Regions from separate parts of the Anas platyrhynchos genome. Here region 1 is linked to region 2. Evidence: chromatin contacts called from public Hi-C data. All regions are on one chromosome and are shown on one strand. The core of a region is the stretch at or near the end of the contact, and the rest is flanking DNA. Distances in the headings are between cores, read along the strand shown.

Region 1 (6,578 bases), core at 780-3,279, 76 kb after region 2:
ACCAGTTGGGTGCCTTCTCTTCTCTCTTTTTTTTTTTACAAGCAGGCCGACAGGAGAGATCTCGTGTCATAGTAAAGCGCTCGGTCTCCGCCTACTTCAGTGAAAAACACTCTGCCACCAGCATGACTTCCGTGGACTTTGGGGCTCTTTGCACCTGAGAAGAGGCTGAGCCGTGGATGGAGGCTCTGAGCTCAGCCGACAGTGCAAAGGTCTTGTTTTCCTTGTAGTGAAAAGGTTCAGGGCCGGGCTTCTGTTTTAAGTTCTCGATTATCACAGTAAATCACGAGGAGTTGTAAAGTACATAGAACAGAGATTGCACGCTGGTTAAGAATTATCGCTGAGGTGAAAAAAACAAACAAAGCCAGCACAACAAACTTGCACCCAGTTTCGGTAGCGCTGCCCCACATTCCTCTGCAAGCTGTTCTGCACCTGTGCAACACTCGCAGCCTAGGAAAAATGATGGAGCCTGCCCTAAAAGCAGGTTGCATCCTCAGGCATAGCATGGCACAGCTGCCAGAGGAGTCTTGTTGGTGTAACCAAGTAATGGAGGGCTCATCCTGCTCTCTTGACAGCTTTCTGCAGGTCCTTCAACGTGCAAATTAAAGCAAGTCAGGTGAAGTACCAGAGTCCAGTGTCTTGTCACTCATCTTGTGCACCAAACATAATAAAGGAGAGGGAAAGGATCTGGTTTAAGTGCTACGAAGTGCGGTTGTTGTGAACGCAGTGATGGATGCACTCCTATGCTATACCCAAACTGTCTCTCACGAGGGTTTGCAAAATCTTTTGCAAATCTGGGAAAGAGGAAAATTCCCATTTTGCACGGAGTTAAAGTCCTGCCTGACAGCTCCCCAGCTGCGGGTTGTGCCCCGCTGTGCTGCTGCTGCCTCCTGCCCTGGTCAGGCTCTGGTGCAGCCTTGGCTCCCCTCAAGGTTCTCAAAGAAATTGTTTTGTCTCTTGCTGTCAGATTCACCCACCCATGTGCAAATATCCCTTAACTGGCCAAAGTCATGGGGATTTAGAGGCAAAACATGAACACTGCAGTCCCTGTGGCTATTTGGAGAAAAAACACAGCCAAAGAACCCAGCTTGCTGACTCTGCTGGTAAATGCCACCAGTGTTCATGAAAAGAGCTATGGAAACCTCCCAGCACCCAAGGATTGCACAACTGGGCTGTGAGCAGTTCGCAGACACAGTCACAGCAGGAACAGGAGCCCTGGGAACTTGCAGAACAGTGACATGGGAGAGCCAGGTTTGCCAAACCATCCAGCCATGATCCACGAACCAAAAGCTCCAGCAAGAGCCATCTCCCCCCCAGCCCACCAGCCCTGCAAAGCATCCCCTTCTCTATGCATTTGCGTAAGTGCCTGTGCATTTCCTGCAGTCCCTGGGCAGCAGATAGAGCTGTGCTTTGACATTTTACGTGATCAAAGGCAGATTACGCTGCTATCACCAGAACAGTTAAGATTTTACACGTTTTTAGATATCTCTTTTTACAGATCAAACCCTGATGTATCCCAAGGAAGTGAGCTCAGACAAACCACAGAGCCGAGGAGTGGGAAGGACTGCGTTTTTCTTCTCCTTATCCCTAACTGAAACGTTTGCTTCTTTCCGAGGGCTTTCTCAACACCCGTAGGTGTCCTCCGGTACCAGGCAGCGCTTTCTGGCTGCCTTTTAAAATCCGCAGGGCTGGGCTCCCAGGATGCCTCGCAGTGGGGGATTTCCTTGGGAGGAAGCGCATCCCGCAGGGAGGGAGGCACAGCGAGTTCTGCCTCGTCCTTGCACAAGCGATGCACCGGGGCTGCAGCTCTCCCTGTGCCTTGCAGGCGATGCCCGGCCAGGAGCATGTGAAGGAGGGCTGGGGCAAGGCGAGGGTGGAAGGCAAATCTGCAGGGGAACAGAGAGGCTGAAAGCAAGTTCCCTCCAGGTTCAGCAAGCACAACAAAGCGGCTAGCGGGGTCACGTTTCCTGCCTCAGCAGAGCCGCCAGCAAGTCATTTTTTGAGGCAGATGCAGAAAGTCTGACTAACATGGGCATCAGCTGATCCGTGCTGCCCGCCTCGCTCGCTCGACCCCGTGGGAGGAAACCTGAGCTTTCTGAATCACCCCGCTTGGAAGGAAATTTCTCAGAGCGGAAATACCTGCTGCTTACGGGTGTAAATAGGAAAGAAAATGATGCACGCACAACCCCAGCCCACATGGATGCTGCTTGTTTCAATTAGAGGGAGCTCGAGAAACTGCTTGCTGACCAGGGGACCCACACCGCTCCTGCTGCCCCCAGGTTCCCAGCCAGGTTAAGGAGCAAGTGGGAACTCTCCCACTGAGAGACCTGTGTCCCCATTACCTCCTCCTGGGGTCCAAAAGATAGTAGGGAGTGCCACCCTCCCTTCAGAGGGTGGCCAGGACCTTCCCTCTTGCCCCCATGAGCAAAGTAGGTGAGATGTAAAACCAGATGTCTCGCAGATTCAGCACATATCTATTAATTTACTGACCAGGCAAGGAGATGAAGTTGGCTGAAGCTGCTTGTGCAGGAGCAAGGGGGTTCAGGTGGAGGGACTGGTAGCTTTACCACACAGTATGTGCTTTGCAGATGTAAATCTCTGAACTACAAGGAGATATTTACAGGAGGTTTTCCCATGTATCACCAGCTAAGGGAGAAAAACTTTTGAGGAAGCCTTTGTAGAAAGTTGGCAGCGTACCACTGAAAATACCTTGGCTGAGCACAAGCCAGCTGAATTGAACATGAAGAATGAGTTACAGCAGCAACCGCCTAGGTAGCATTTAATACGATAACCTGAACTAACCTTTAGCTAAGGTTGGCAGAGGAAGGTCTGCTTCATACCTCACCTGCTGGGAAGTCCACCTGGGGAAGCTTCTCGGTTCTTAAAAACACCCGATGGATTTTATTACTAATTGCTCTTCTTTTAGGCTTATGTCTGCCACAGCACAGAAAGCAGAAGCTAGAAAAAAAAAAAAAAAAAGCCAGACTACACAGGGAAGATGTGCGTCCTCTCATGAACAGAAGTTGATTCGTTTGCATCAGAGCCAGATTTGTTGTGGTTAGTTTAGTGGACTAGCAAGGATGAGATGACTTTCCAGGCAGTACAAAACCAGTCAAAATAATCTCTATCCTACTTAAATGGGCTATGCATAGCATTATGTAAGCACTGTCAAGTCAAACGGATAGAGACGATAGAGGGAGAGTTCAAACAAGGAATGATACTAGACGTACAAAAGAAAACAAAATAAGACATTCAGCACGAGGTCAGGCAATCAGAACATCGAGGCTAGAAGAGGAAGTGAAATTACAGGCTCTGGCAAAACAGCTGAATGCTTACTCAGTCAAATTGCAAAACTGTTGTGATCCTTACCATCAGTTATGTGTCTGCTGTCCAGAACTTCTTCCAAGGCAAGTTACGCACAAAAGCAAGCTGGAGGCCATCATGTGCTTCCTACAATCAGTCGAGTGATTTTTTTTTTTTTTTTTTTTGAAGTAAAAAGTAGTTCTAGTAAAATCTATAAGCTGGTGGCAATTTATGATCGAGAATGTCTTTTCCAGCAGCAGCTTCTAGAAGAGAGATGAAGAGGCTGAAAGCCCCTAGCCAAACACTAAAATGTGTTCACCAATAAACAGAAATTAATTTTGCTCCTGCAAAAGACCTAGAACACTAGAGGCAAAGTTGCAGTAGGGAAAACTACTCATTTTTACGCTGCAGCTAGATAGGACAAGGATAAGTCTCTCTGGCCCTACTTGTTCATTTGTAGTGGCGGAAGCAGGAGCACGCTTGAGGAATTAATTGGGAATTATTTCCTTACTATTGATAAAGATTAACATTCTCCAAAAGTAGCTGAGCTTTTCCAGTCCATGAAATGCTTCGGTTTCTCTTCAGATCCTATAAATATGATTCTGTATGTCACTGATGGAGGAGCTCCAGGAACCTCTGCCTGGGCAGCATTTCCCCAGCTCTATGGCAGCGATGCAGAGGCTCAGAGAAGCCATGGAAACATAGGTACCTGCTGCAAAACCCACAGCACCAGACTGAACTGCTCTTGCCACCGTCAGCTCAGTTCTCTTCATCATCAGCCAAACGATTTGACAAAAGGCTCACAACAAACACCACGTGCAGGGTTCATAAAGTTCCTTGCTGCAAGAGGCTCACACTGCCACACACCTACCGGCAGGGCTCACTGCCCAGGGCTGGCTGCAGTGAGAGGAAACAGCCACAGCCCCGGTCTGTGGTCTTGGAGAAGTTGTCCAAGCACTGATGGGGACAGGCAGCTGCCAGCTGCTCGCAGTCAGCCCAGTTTTGCACCCAGTTAAGTCACGGTTTCAAAGCGCTGCTACCTGCACGCACGTCTACAGGTTCCTTACACATTGGTGCAAGCAGCTGAAAGGGCAACACTAACAAGTCTGTCAGTGGAAATACACAAAATCTGACCAAAACCCTGCTCTCCAGTGGTACAGTGAGGAGCTGGGAGACAGCTGTGGCCTACTCAGGCCTGCACCAGCCTTGGCAGCTGGTGCATGTTAGGTAGAGGGGCCACACGGCAGTTCTGCTGTTGGTGCCTACCCCAGCCTGCAAGCTGGCACGGCCAGCCTGGTGACACTTGCCAGGAGTAGTCCCGATGCCAAAGCCTTCAGAAAGCTTTGTAAAGGTGAGCTGGAAGCCAAGTGAAGCTGCAGTTTCAGAGGGAGAGGTGAGCAAAATTGCTGAATGCTACAGCTTTGTGCTGTCAGCAGCCACGGGTGCAAACCTTGGATGGAGAAGGCAGTCAGAGCGCTGGCTTGGTAGTGCAGTCATAATGACTTTTTTTGCTTTTCTGTGTTCACAGATCTCCAGGCACTCGTTGTCATGACAGAGACCAGAGCAGACAGTGAATGGCACACAGCACACGTGGATGCAATTACCACGTCTGGAACAGCGACAGCTTTAAGTGACGTTTTGCTAGAGAGAGTGGCTCGTCTACGCTCTTTCCCCTTAGTCCAGACACCGGAGCTGATGGAGAAGAGCCTGCTAACCTAGGGAAATGGGACAGGGACGTAAGAGCTCAGGCAGTCACTGAACAGGAGACTTAAAACAAGTCATGTCCTGAGAAGCAAACACGCGCTGTGTTTGTGCCAATAATCCCTACTTGGCAAAAGCCACGGGGAAAGTTGACAACTGCAATACGCCAAGAGGAGGAAGAAGGAAAAAAGAAAAAAAAAAAAAAAAAAAAAACAAGAACGAACTTTAAAAGAGCTAGGAAATACTACAGGAACAGCTCTCAAGTGTGAACAAGAAAAATGTCTGGTGAAAACACACCTTGACGGGTGCACAGTGCGGCCTCAGTGCTGTTGGCTGGGAGCTGAGGGCTGGCGGGGGGCTCCAGGAGGCTGGGTTTCCACTTTCTTCCTCTTCCAGAGGGAAACCACGATCGTCATCCCCCACCATCCCCCCCACACAGCTATTTCACCAAGCCAGCCACATCCCCAGCTTCTACCTACTTTCTTCTGCCACTCCTTTCCTGCTGAGCTTAGCACCCGTACCCCTGAGATCTTTCCTTCCCAAGTACACAAGGCCAGCAGCAGCTCTTTGAGGGTTTTATGGACACACACGTTGAGTTCATGACAGAAGCCAGGAGATGTGTGTGCAATGCTGCAGCCCCCGCCCCGCCATCCCACGAGGTGCCTCCCCCCCTGCACGCACACATGGGGAAATGCCGGCCCCAAGATCCCCTCCTGATAGTAATCATCTTCACTTCAAGCAGGGATTTATCACACACAGCTGCCAAGTGGTGTTTACAAGACGCAAAAGCCAGGAAAACAAGGTTGACTAAGCCTGCGTGCGAGCTGTCTCGGCTGGCGGAGATCTGTCATACCTCCTAGGTCACTCAGGCTCTTCCCGGCCACATGCTCCCCAGCACAGCACGGCACTGCTGTCACAGGCAGCCTTGGATTTGTTAGCTGTTGGGACTCCTGCTCATTCTGGATCCCAGCTCCGCCTGATGTCCGAAATCTACCTTCGATAATTTTTATCTGGAGCTAACTTCAAGTTGCAGCTCTGAAAGAATAGATTCCGGCAAACTTCAATAGCCTGAACCAAAACTATCAGTGCTAGATTACAGGAAAGCAGAAACTGCCTTCTGATATTCTTTTAGTGGGTACTCAGTATGAGTCATTTTCTTCCTCCAAGTTAAATAACACCTGAGGGTAGAGAAAAGCCATTTCACTGTGTGCCAGGTGCCAAAGGGGTTTGGCTTATGACTACATACAGCTGAACTCCTAGATGTAGTCTTAACACAAGAAGTAACTTTAAAAAAATAATAATAAAAAAAAAATGGCCTAAAGCAAAACTGGTCACAAGTGAAATCCCCTGGAAAAGTGTCAGCAAAATAGAAATACAGCATTCATAGGAGGGGGAGGACTTCGGTTCTGTTACGCTAACGTCACTTTGTGTGGGAGAATGGCGAATGAGATAACAGCAGCGGTAACAGCAGTGACCACAGGCTTACTACTTTCAATGAAAAACTTGAATGGCAAGGTTTTCTTCCTCACCCTATTTCCATTTTTGCAGCTGTTCTGGTGGAGCTACAGAACTGGTCA
Region 2 (6,694 bases), core at 2,892-5,391:
AACAGACATTAAAACGGTGATTTAGGAATGATTATGTTGATTTTAAAAGTTCAAAAACTGTGTCAATATATTTCATAATTAAAAATTTGCATTTTTCTAATCAATATACTGCTAATGGATTTTTGCAGAGTTATTGCTTAATTAAGTTTTGTCAAGCAAAAGTTGATTCTTGACAAGTAGATGAAAACTAAAGAACAAGCAAGCTCCCCATGACAGCTGGATATCTAATCCTTCTCAGAGAGGGGAATGGACAAACTGAGGTTATTTCATTTTGATATGCATGAAGCATCTGCATGAAAAATTTTGCTCAGCATCTTCCCAGGAGTCTTGCTTGTAACACTGGTGATTTACCTCGCTTTTTTTCTGCTCAACAAATTAAAACTGGCTCATTTTAACAGGTGTTTGCCTTTGGTGTTTAGAATGTAAAACTTCACGCAACCAGTCACATTACCCAAATGTTTCATATCTATCTGGACTTTCTTTTATGTGAGACAGGAAGATTAGCCCTTATAGTTGATATTAACTGTATTTCCTAAAAATGACTGAAATCATTGACTTTCTTATTTTTTGCAACACAAATGTTTGCACTCATGAGAAAATTCAGCTGACTTAATTTTGGCAAATCAAGGAAATAAATGGCAAAAACAGCTGTAAGGAAATTGATATTTGGATAGCTTGCTTGGAGTACAGTGAGAGTAGAGTTTCTCTCTGCTAGAACCATTAATTTTGCTGATTTACTGTAAACATTTGAAAAGACATGAGAGAGCCTAATTTCCTGTCTTTCTTTTAGAAATAGTACTGCCTGATTCCCACGTGCAGCACACTTCAGCTTGGAGTGTTTATCAGTACTATTTATCATTCCTGTTGTGCCTGGGTGGCAGTCTTTGAGCTATGGCACATGTGCTACCCCAGTTCACTACAAAAAGGGACCTGCAAGTCCGCAGGGGATCCCTAAACCTCAAACAACATTCAAAGTTGTTTCAGCTAGGAGACCACCAAGACCCCTTCCTTAAAACTCTCAAAACCGGGGAGTTCACATTCAGGTTTGTGACTCAAGAGGTACAAATTACAATCTGAATGAAGTAAATAGAAGGCAATTTTGATTTTGTATGAGGATGAGAGCTTCACAGAACTTCAGCAGAAAACTTTAAGCCTTTTGTAGTCACAAGATTAATCGTTAATTCAGGATAGCATTTAGCTCAGACATGTTTATCCAGCATTATTAGTGAGTCAGCAGCTGACCCAGAGCCCACAGCTGATCTCTTGCTCTGCCTGATGACCAAGGCAAGGGGCAGACAATGTGGCTCTGCAGGACAGATCAACACAGAGGTGTTGCATATCGTTTGTCCCCGACCCTGGGGACAGTGGGGAACACCTCCCAACAAACATAGAATAGAATCACAGAATATCCTAAATTGGAAGGGACCCACAAAGACTCCTGGCTCCACACAGAACTAACCAAAAACCAGACCACATGTCTGAAGAGTATTGTCCAAACACTCCTTTAACTCTGTCTGACAGGCTCAGTGCTGTGACCACTGCCCTGGGCAGCCTGTCCCAGTGCCCAACCACCCTCTGGGTGCAGACCCTTTTCCTAACCTCCAGCCTGACCCTGCCCTGTCCCAGCTCCATGCCGTTCCCTCGGGTCCTGTCGCTGTCCCCAGAGAGCAGAGCTCAGCGCCTGCCCCTCCACTCCCCTCGTGAGGGAGCTGCAGGCCGCCATGAGGCCTCCCCTCAGCCTGCTCTGCTCGGGACTGAACAAACAAATGGACCTCATGCACTCCATGCACATCTTGTCCTCTTTGTAGCCCTAAGCAAGGGCAAAAGGAATAAAATGTCCCTAGACCTCTGCATTGCATCCAGAATCTGCCCTGCTGGCAGTACAGCCTCTGTAAAAAGCAAATTTGGAGAAATTTCTGAGGTTGGACTTCCAGGGAGCAAGCAGCACAGGCTGACTTTGCTTGGACAGGCAAGATGAGATGGTGTGATCAGCAGGTTGTGCTGTTGTATCACTGGAAGCTATACCTCAGAACTCCATCCAGCTTGCTGTAAATTGCTTATGGCAAAGTGCACATTTATAACCAAAGAAAAAGGTCTTTTGAACACTTAGGCAAATATTCATCATGTCTTGCAATTAATGTAGCTTATGTCATATAAGATCTTATATTTGACCTGATGATATTCACATCATAGTCATCACCCACTTTCAAGATTAGATCATTTAAACAAACATGCTGCTCTGATGAAGTCATTGTGTTCTACTACCTCTGACTTAAGGTTGCAATATCTAAAAACGTTTCATCATACAACAATGAAACTTTGAGTAGCTGGTAGCATGCTTGTAAATGTCCAAGTTCCAGTGCTAAGGGTCTGGATTATTACTGCTGAGGTGAGAATTTTTCTTTTACTATCCTGTTTTAGTAGTCCAGAAGAAGATATTTTAAAATCATTCTAGACAACTAAATCCTTTTTTTTTTTTTTTTTTTCCCTATTCCTCTGTTCTACAACCCAAATAGAAAATGTTGTTTCACTTGTTTCCTGTTAACTGTCCCAGAAATTTTATACATCTGTTTTGGCCAAACAAAAAGCAGGCATGCTACCATTCTGCCAGATGACTAGAAACTGTCTGTTCATCTTGTTGACCCAGTTCCAACCAAATAGTGAATTTGGAACATAAAAACATTCCACCTGCCTAGGTCCAAGATAGATGAAAGACATTTGGGTAGTATTTAGTTGGCAGTGCCCAGAAAAAAAAAAAAAAAAAAAAAAAAAAAAGAGAGAGAGAAAATAAATAAATAAATAAATAAATAAATAAATAAAAGGATATGAGTAATTTCCAAAATAAAAGCTTTAAAGAACATATGTGATTTTGAGGATTACCATGTGCAAGAGGATTACTATCTGAGAGACAAAGAGAATAACAGATTACAGCACATTAAAGGGGAGTTGTTTTACATCAAAGGTGTAGTATGGTTACACATTTGATATAATACAAGGCCAGGGAGCCTTCTGTCACAGGGTTATTTGTAGCAAGGATCAGGGTGCCAGACAGTCAGGATTTAGTGTGAGCTTTCAAGAGAGAGACTCTTAACTTTTCTGATTTCAGCTCTGTATACCAGTGTTTAAAATACGCAAAGATATGTTTGCAGTCAGAAGTGAATTAACAACAACAATAATCAGCTTACAGATTCCTGTTCAGTGATATGCTGAAGAAAAAAAAAAAAAAAATCCCTCCAGAAATTTAGGTCAAATGTAAAAAGCCTACGTTTGGTTGGGGAGAACATCCAGCTGAATAATTACATGATTCTGTGGAAGGAATTTTTATTAAGCAGCCCAGCAAAATAGCCTCCTCTCCTTGGCAAAAGCCATATTTCAAATATTTATTTTTCTTCATCTTCTCTTGTAGATTTGTTTTCCTCAACTGATTACGGCAAAAATTTGGGGAAAAAATACTGTATGTTTACTTTTAAATTATTGTGTGGTATATTTTTAACATTAAGAAATTATATTTTCTAGTAAATTTTATATTAAAAAACGATGATCAGCATTACTATGGCAATGGATAGGTAGGGTCTAGCCCTAAGGACAGGAGCTTAATTCTCTTGCATCTTATTTTGCTTCCTCTGCCTGCAGATATAGCTTGTAACTCACTTGTTACAGCTTTGAGCCTTGAAGCTGTGACAGCATTCCTGTAAATAAGTTTGCAGCTGAATGGAAGTTCCACATTTTCTGTCCCAAGAGCAGAGCACAGCAATTCATTAACTCTGAACTACCATCCAGCCACTTGACATAGCCCTGTATGTATCCCGACTCTCTTGGGACTGTGTCGGTAAGTTCCAGTAGTCATCAAATAAAGCATCCAGACACATTGCAGTAAGCCTACTGTTAGTGTAATTAAATAAATGCAGGGAGCATGCTAATAAGTCTTTGGCAGAGCAAGCCGTTCAGCAGCAGCGAAGGTTGGCAATCCACTTCTCAGTGTCCAGGTGATGTTCACCTGCAATGTAAGTGGCCCTTGGGGCGATGTTTGCCCAACATGCATGCACTGTCCTTCCTGTCCACAGTGTGCAATACCAAGGAAACAGTATTTATGGTACACACATAATCTAGCAGGGTTTCCTGGTGCTGTGCCTGAGGAAGTAACAATAGCAGGCAAACACCAGAGGGAGTTATTGTTCTACTACAGATCTGTGAAAGGGACGCCTCGGGATACGGTGCTTTTAAATAGCGTGACTGTTTTCTAACCGAGTGAAAAGGCTCAGATGATACGGCTTTAGAAAAATGCAGATGGTGAAGCTATTCATTCTAGTGACGTTTGAAAGAGTTTGCATTCTTCACCTTTCTTCAGTGTTGACTCCAGTGTACTGGTGCTTTGTACCAAGGAATTGCTACACAGCGTCCACCTACAGTCTAATAACTTTTCAAGGTACATTTGTAATACAAAACAGGTCAGTGTTCAGAGCCAGATGAGCAGGAAATAAGAAATAACCATTTTCAAATATTTATTAAATAAGTCTTTTCTCTTGGTTCATCCACACTTGCCCTATCCCATACCCCGTACCAGTGTCTATGGTGGTCAGGTCAATGGACTCTCAGAGTCCTGGTCCCAAGGAGTGCTGCATGCTGGAACAGGACCAGGATGCAACCATCTCCGCAGGTGTCCCAGTTTTCTGTGGAAGCAAATATGGGTATATAGGTGGGAAAGAAACCAGTGGGATACTCATTGGAATTTTAAGGTTTTGGGGACTTTATATATGAGGACCCTATATACTTCTATCAAGCCTCTTATATATTTCTACCAAGAAAAAAAAAAAAGATAAGAAAAAGTTGCAGGACTGTTCTCTGCAACACTAGATCACAGGTCTCAATCCTGCAGCTAGATCTCAAACAGCTGAGGCACACCACTGTTCTGCTTCTGTAACTTTGTCCCGTGACTGCAAAGGATCCTTACTTCAGTGCACCACATGGTCTTGACCCAAAAGGCACAGTGCCAATACATAACTGCTCTGTGAGCCTCCAAGTGTTGTCAGCTTGCCCTGAGCTTCACCTGTAGCACACTATGGCTGTGCCTCTGCCCTTTCAGCAGCTAGACCTGTATTTTGACTCTGTGCCTGCTGAAAGCCAGAAACCCACAAAGCCTCAGATGGCGCACACCAGGAAAAGTCAGTCCCCTGTGCTCTTCATATAGAGGCTCTTGTAACCCCTCAGTTTTCAGTAACTGATTGAAAGAAAATACACGGGCAGCCCCAAGGTGAATCTGTGCCAGTATTTTTTAGAAAAACATTTAAGCAAGCAAACTGACTCAACTCCATTATACTTTACATAATACTGGGGCAGATGGGAAGCTTTTGCAGTTTGCAGCTGAAATTCCAAGACAATGGACTAAAACTAAGACTCACTCACTGCTTTTTCCCCACATGAAATTAGTGCTTCTGCACTGACTGCTCTTAGTTTCTCTTATTTACAAGATGCTTAACTTTCCACAGCCAGTACACTGTTTCACCTGTAGATTATGAAGGAAAGAGCATCTCATTACACAATCCAGCTGTCTTTTCAGCAGCAAAGACTTCAAAGTTCGGTTCTGAAAAGGGTATGCTGTAAAAATCATCTTTGATAAGACATTTACTTATTTACTTCATTTAGAAAAAGCAGAGTAAATCCAGGCAGAGCCCGATGTTAAATTATATACCCCTGACTTTTACTGTGCTGCCACCCTTAAGGATTCTGCAACAAAGCGCTTTTTTTTTTTTTTTTTTTTTTTAACATTCTTATTGCAGGTGTGTAGGTGTGTAAGCTGCAACAAAGACCAGCCTATTCCTTTTTCAGGTGCGTCAGCTTTCCAGAGCTTACCATCATAAAAAGAGGATCTTGGCATTGTTATAATGGTGAACAGAGAAGATGCTTAATACATTCAGGTTGTTGACACAGTAGAGATCTTTTTAAAAGATCTGGTTGTTATTAGAGGTTGGTATTTAATTTTTGATTCATTAAAGCAGAAGCATACACAAATTATCAGGCAGTAAATCTTTTTCTTCCAATAGGTAAAAAGAACCCTAAGAGAAGTAGAAACAAATCCTCATCTTAATTATACCAACATAAATGTACAGGAGAAATGTATATAGGTAATTGATGATGTGCATAGGTGCCTGGTAAACTTCACAGAAAGTCCTACACAGACCAAATGTTTAAGTAGGTTTGCTTATGTAAAGGTATTTAAATATCAGTATTGCTGTGAATTCAGGCCTGATTCCCTAGCTAGAAGGTAATACATTGCTCCTAATTGTGAAGGTATAAATCAGTGTACAGATTTCAAAGTACCCACAATATGAAGAGAAGTAAGGGTTACATATGAAGGCCAACTTCACCTTAGGAAAGCAAATTTTCCTCAGCTGTTTCCATAGCCAGTGAAAAGACAGGCACCTAATGTTAGGCTGTAGTGACAGCACGCTGTATTCAGAAGCAGTACTGTCATACAGTGTCTGTGTCCCTATTTCACAGCTTACTGCTCCCTCCAGCTCTGCTGATACAGCTGCTTTCTGGAGCTGTGCTGTGAATCTGGCTTTTAAAAAAATAGCCAAGGGAAAGGTAGAAAAGCCTGAATTTGAAAGATGAGATGTGAGTCATGTACCTGATCTGGCTGGCAGAACCCTCCAACAGCTGTGCTTTGGTACAAGTGGGGATGTAGCAATGCAGA

Evidence for each region. A called contact is a pair of places that touch in the nucleus more often than the background predicts.
Region 1: a contact with region 2 is called in a Hi-C map of skeletal muscle, with 2.3 times the contacts expected there. The contact joins two enhancer-like sites. A contact is called at or near these places in 2 of 8 Hi-C or Micro-C datasets (F5 follicle and skeletal muscle).

What each region holds. Positions count from the first base shown.
Region 1 is chr2:52,743,337-52,749,914 of IASCAAS_PekinDuck_T2T, forward strand. No RefSeq gene overlaps it. Among named protein-coding and RNA genes, the nearest start is that of TGIF1, 14 kb to the right of the region's middle. Within about 2 kb of position 2,030, at least 8 of the 8 cell types and tissues checked have an H3K27ac peak or open chromatin away from gene starts, as enhancers often do.
Region 2 is chr2:52,665,225-52,671,918 of IASCAAS_PekinDuck_T2T, forward strand. All of the region lies in intron 6 of DLGAP1 (DLG associated protein 1), which reads left to right. The region is part of intron 2 of LOC106015381 (a long non-coding RNA gene); the gene reads right to left. Among named protein-coding and RNA genes, the nearest start is that of TGIF1, 92 kb to the right of the region's middle. Within about 2 kb of position 4,142, at least 3 of the 8 cell types and tissues checked have an H3K27ac peak or open chromatin away from gene starts, as enhancers often do.